2 separate regions of the Monodelphis domestica genome follow, and region 1 is linked to region 2. Evidence: chromatin contacts called from public Hi-C data. All regions are on one chromosome and are shown on one strand. Each heading gives the region's core, a stretch centred on a gene start, on an enhancer-like site or on the middle of the called end of the contact. The rest is flanking DNA. Distances are from core to core; before and after follow the strand shown.

Region 1 (2,939 bases), core at 14-2,513, 770 kb after region 2:
ATTTGAGTTTCCTTCTCTGGAAAGTCAGTTGGTGGGATGAAATGGCTTCCAAAAGGTTCTTTATTAGCTCTAACATTTCATGACTTTGTTGGAGAAAAACTATAACACACACATCAGCACTTGGAGATGGATGAAGTGGCATTTTAACCTTATGCATTAAGACAGTCTGGAAGTGTTATGTGAGCCCACCAAGAACGACGCACTAAGTGCAAGAGAAGATTCCAAGGAAGCAGGGTCCTGGAGAAACTCACTCCAGTCTAGGAGCCTTCAGAGAGTGTGTGTGTGTGTGTGTGTGTGTGTGTGTGTGTGTGTGTGTGTGTGTGTAACCCTTTCAGCAGGCTGGTGAAGACTTTTCAGAATAATACTTTGAAATAATGAAAGGAAATCTTAAATTTCAGTTATTATGGTGAAGACGATTTTTTTTCTATTTTTTTCAGGGACATTCAAGTTCATTTATCTATCCACAGACTCTATCCAGTCCCCAGATTCGTGGGTCCAGGATCCTAACACAAGTTAAGAACCTCTTTGTAGGACTGTCAATATGCAGTCTGAATATGAACTCACGGATTGCCTTGGGGAGAGAGGATGTTAAAAGAGGAGGTAATTGGTGTCGGATGGTAGAGAATGGCCCAGAAAAGGTGGTGGGAGATGAGAGTGGGGAGAGAAGGGAGTGAATGAAAAGTAGTAAGGGAGGGGACCTAGGGCCTCGTAAAGGGATGAGAGATGATAGAGGAAGAGGGATACTTGGAGAAGGGAAGAGAGGGAGCGTGCAAAGTAGGGGCGCTAGGAAAGAAGGGGGTGCTCCCAAAGAGGAGGTGCTTAGGAGTATCAGCCAAAACGTGGTGGGACACTTGGGGAGGGAGGCAAGCCAGGAAGGGTCTGCTTGAAGGGAAGAGCAGAGGAGGATGTATGCAAAGGTCTTGGTGCACTTGAGACAGAGAGGGGAGAAGCGAGGTGCATGCAGAGAGATGGGGGTGCTGGTAGAGAAGTGCTCATGGGTGCAGCTGAGGCAAAGAACCCCATCACTACCCGTAGGCCCCAGGTCTCCTAGCCCGCCTAGAAGAGAAATGAGCTAGCTCCGAGGTAGCGGGGGGGGGGGGGGGGGGGGGGGGGGGGGGAGCAGAGGAAAGCTGCTGAGAGGAAAGACAGGAACCAAGAGCCCCGCGCGCCCGCGTGCCGGAGCGCGCGGTCATACACATACACACGCGTTCACAGACACCCCCCCTTGCGCGCGCCCTCGAGCCCGCGCGTGCGCGTTCTTGATGCCTTCCATGTGCGGCTCCTCCATTCGCTACGTGCAGAATGGTCCGTCGGCACCAGCTGCAGGGCCCGGGTGGGAGGGGGAGGTGGAAGTGGAGGGGGCGGAGCTTTCAGGTGGGGGGGAGGGAGGGAGGGGCTGCGGCGAGCTGCCCGAGAGGGAGGGGAGGGAAGGGAGAGCTCGGAGCCTGGGAAGGGAAGGAAGGCAGGTGGAGAGTCCTAGAAGGGGGGGAGTGAGAAGGAGTGAGAATAATTCCGCCACCCCCGCCCATCAGGTCCCTTCTAGGGAGGTCATTGCCCCCCTGTCTCCGTTCAGGGTCGCTCTGCCTCTACGTGGGAAAGAGGGGGAAGGAGCAAGCAGAAGATGGGGGGGGGGGGCGATGCTCTCCCAAGGGAACCTTATCCTGACTCCCAACTCTCCCTGTGAGGATACAAGGGGTCCTTTTCAGTCCTACCCCCACCTCATGTGGTTTTTGGACGTTTGGGCCAAGAAAAGCTAGGAATAATGGTCCTGGGGGGTGATGGGGGAAATAATTTGGGGAAGGAGAAAGGAGGCATGTGTGTTGGGGTGAAAAAGAGGACAACTGGTGGCATTCTTGGGCTCTGAAGCTGAAGGCCACCTCAACGATCCAGCCCCTTCATTTTATAGATTAGAAAGCATAAGACCAAAAACAAGCATTTATTAAGCGCCTACTGTGGGACAGACACTTGGGAATACAAAGAAAGGCAAGAGATAGGCAGGCCCTGCTCTCATGGAGCTCCCAGTCTAATGCACTATAAAGGTTATAGTCCCCCAGGTCGAGGTCATACAAAAGAAAAACAGCAAGTGATTGATGAGGGGAGAGGGGGGTCTCTCCTATGCTTCTGATCCAGGCTGTCTCCAGTCCCTTAGGAGGCTGTTTTTAATTACCCCCAAAATACAAAGCCTCTACTCCCACCATCAATAATGAGGCTGAGGAGCCCAGGTTCTAGTCTCAACTCTGCTCTGAATTTGCTCTGTGACTTTGGGCAAAGCATTTACCTTTTCTTTGCCTCTGTTTCCCCATCTGTAAAATGAGAGAATGTGACCAGATTGTTTCTAAAGGCTCTTCCAGTTTAGAAAAGTCTAGATTCAGTATCCCTCTCTCCATCTGCCCTGTGTGTAGAAGTAGGACATCCTTGCCTTATACGAGGCAGAAAGAGGATCCTTCCAACCCCGAATGACTACTGGACATAGTCTGCCTGGACACAACCAAGGTCATGAACACAGCCTAGAGGTATAATGGAGCTGAACTTAGATTTAGCAAAGCTCCAACTTTGTTTCTAGCTTCCATTGACACACACAGCGGCTCAGATATCATGTTTCCAGCAGCAGAGGGATACCTGGCATCACAACATCCACACCATAGCCCTTCTAGAACAGATATCTATCCTAGATCAGAGAAATAAGAATCCCCTGCTGAGCCCCTTTCAGGTTAGAGCTGGGGAAGGAGTCTGTCCTCAGTCTACTGGAAGGGGGAAGTTTTCACTTGAAAGGTCTCCACTGCTCTTCCCTCCCCCTTTAGCCCCCAGCTGTTGACCAAGGAACCTAAGCAAGGAAGAGCCAATACCCAAAGCAACTGGGGAGGGAGGGAGGGAGGGGAAACAGCCCACCCTTGTGGAGGAGGGGGAGACCGGATGACCCCTCATAGAAGGAACGAGGA
Region 2 (2,782 bases), core at 130-2,629:
GCTCTGCTTCCCCTCAGGGTCATGCTTGTAGTCAGCTTATCCCCAGCAGGCCTTGATTCCATCCAAACTTTGCCATCTTCCAAGAAGGCTGCCTGTATTCATCCCACAGGAATCAGCCCCTGACTCTCTGCTCTGATGTGACAGGGCCTGAGCCATTCCTGTTATTTTGCACGGATAATGCTTCCTATTAGTTCCAGGCTGGGAGTTCTTCAAAGGGCAGGGGTCCTTGTTCTCCCCCATCAGTCTTTAAAATCTTTCAGGCCGGAAGAACCATATCTCCTTTCTGGGCCTCTTTCTTTAGCACCTCCATTACAGGACGCTGTGTTTGAGTCCACCCCATCAATAACCATGCTGCTGGATGTAGAGGAAGTAGGCACTTTTAAGGGCAAATTACTTTCTCCAAAACTAAATTCCATCGGTAACCCCCCACCTAACAAGGAAGGACTCAGGCCGCCCTGGGGCTAGAGCTTCAGGGTCTCCCGTCTGTAGCCACTAGGCGGCACTCTTTCACCATGACCAGCTTCCATTAGCCAGGTGAACTTGGGAGAAAATGGGTAGCCTGCCTCTCCTTCCTTTCTCGCCCCCTTCCATTCCCATCTCTGTTTACTGGGGGTGGGGAGGAAACGTGGGGTGTGTAGGAAGTCAGAGGTTACTTCAGGGTTCCCCCTGATTATGACTGTAGTTTTACGCTGCCACAAATCTCCAGCAAAGTGGGAAGGATATTTGACTGCCCCTGGCCCTGCATAACCCTAAAATCTCCCCTCCCTCTGCCTTCTTCCCCTACCCCTAACTCTGCCAGAGAGAGAGGGAGAGAGAAAACACTGAATTTCTAGGGGTCGCAGCTAATTCTCAGCTTTATTTTTTTATTCATTCATTTATTTATTCATTTGTTTGTTTTTTTTTATTTATTTTGGTGTGTGGGGGGAGACAAAAGGACCCTGTTTTCCCAACCTCAACAGGTTTCTTGGGGGAGGGGAAGGGAGTGGGGAAAGTCGGAACTCTAACTTTATTGCCTCCCCACCTGTAGGGAAGTCCCCTAATGAAAGAAGGGTGTCTCTTCAATACACAGATTTCTATAACGCTAAGGCTGATATAGAAGGGGTGGGGAGACCCTCCCCCTCCCCCCAACCTCTTACAGTAGCAGGAAAGGAATCAGGTAATAGATTGGTAGGGGTCTAGGGAGAAGGGGTTACTAGACATGGAGGAATAAACGAAATGGCTTTTTATTTTCATTTTTTTTTTATTCCACTTGGAGGTTGGGGAAGGGATAGCTTGGAGAGAGAGAGGAGGCGGGGAAGGTGTTGGGGGGAGGGTAGGGGCGGAGCTAAAAAAAGCCTGAGGGGCGCAGATAGAAGGAGGCGGTCCTGTAAGGCCAGTTAAATTGACCGAGAGGCGGAGAAACGGCCAAGAGAGCCGGGTACAGACAGCGAAGGGAGAAGGAAGGACGAACGACATATTCCCCTGTCTGCACATTGCGCTTGACTGTTGGGGTTGCTCTCGTTAGCTTCTCAGTTTTCTTTCGCCGTCTTCTCTTTTTTAAAATTTATTTCCAATTCCCTCTTTCCTCGGTAAAATCAGGAGGACTTTTTTTTCTGGGGGGATTCCCCCCTTCCTTCTCTCTCAAATCACTCTCTGGATTTTGGAAAACGGCCGAGGGGGGGAGAAAGAGCAAAGAGTGAGAGGGAAAGCGAGGAAAGTAAGTGACCTCGGCTTTTTTTAGGAGACGGACTGCAGAAAGAGGACTGAGCCCTCCTTCTAGCTCGGAGTCCTGGGGACCCAGCAGCTCCGGGGCTGACACTTCTCTCACACCACCACCAGCCACCAAGCCAACCAACCGACAAGAGGGGGGACCCTCCTCGCACGCACACTTTCTCTTCTCCCCGGCTTCTGACGGCGGCGGGCTCGGCTGCAGGAGACCCGGAGCAGAACCCCGGTCAGCGGCTAGAAACGGGGTGGAGGGGCCAGGGGTACGAGAGTATGCACTGAAACTTTTTGGCCAACTTTTGGGCTGTTCTCGCTTGGGAGGAGCTGTGATCCGTACCGGGAGCGCCAAGCCGTGCCGAGCGGAGGGCAATACTCAGTCGGGCCCGGATCAGCAGCAGCAGCAGCAGCGGCGGCAGCAACTGCGGCAGCGACAAGAGGAGGAGGAAGAAGAAAAAGAAGAAAACGAAGAAGAGGTGCGGGGGCTGCGGGAGCGGCAGAAGCTCGGCTCTAGAGAGCCGTGCTCATGGACGGGTGAAGCCTTAGAGAGCACCGTGAGCACCCAGCCCGCTAGCGCGCCCCAGGCCCTGGCCCGGGCCTTGGCCCCGGGGAAAAAGGGAGACAGCGAAGAAGGCGCCGGGGGGACAAGGCCACCGACGCCGCCACCGCCGAAGAGCAAGAGAGGGAGAAGGAGTGAGAGCCTCACCGGCTCCGACCGGGCCTCCGAAACCATGAACTTTATGCTCACTTGGGTACACTGGTGCTTAGCCTTGCTGCTCTATCTCCATCATGCTAAGGTAAGCGAATTGGTGCTGGCACGGAGTGCTGGGTGGTGGTGGTGGTGGTGGTGGCGGCGGCGGCCAGTGTCCAGCAAGCCGGCGGGGGTGGTGGTGGAGGCACAGTCCCCGACAGGGAAGCATGGAGGGAAGCTAGGGAAACCAGAGGCAGGGGGCTTCTTTTCCTAGCCTTGGAAGTGGGTATGATGAAATCTGTGCCCCATTCGTGTTGGTGGGCACCGGGCATTAAAGAGTATCCCCGCCAAGTGTGGAGCGGGTAGAAGAGGGGGCGCGAGTTAGGTGGG

The links. A called contact is a pair of places that touch in the nucleus more often than the background predicts.
Region 1: a contact with region 2 is called in a Hi-C map of limb, with 10 times the contacts expected there. The contact joins the enhancer-like site here to the promoter of VEGFA in region 2. A contact is called at or near these places in 2 of 2 Hi-C or Micro-C datasets (limb and spleen and liver).

Annotation. Positions count from the first base shown.
Region 1 is chr2:287,909,893-287,912,831 of mMonDom1.pri, forward strand. No RefSeq gene overlaps it. Among named protein-coding and RNA genes, the nearest start is that of TMEM63B, 88 kb to the right of the region's middle. Within about 2 kb of position 1,264, at least 1 of the 2 cell types and tissues checked has open chromatin away from gene starts, as enhancers often do. A contact at or near this core is called in limb, where this site is marked.
Region 2 is chr2:287,142,906-287,145,687 of mMonDom1.pri, forward strand. VEGFA (vascular endothelial growth factor A) reads left to right here and starts at 1,380. Exons shown (of 7, transcript XM_056818301.1): 1 at 1,380-2,498. The coding sequence starts at 2,433.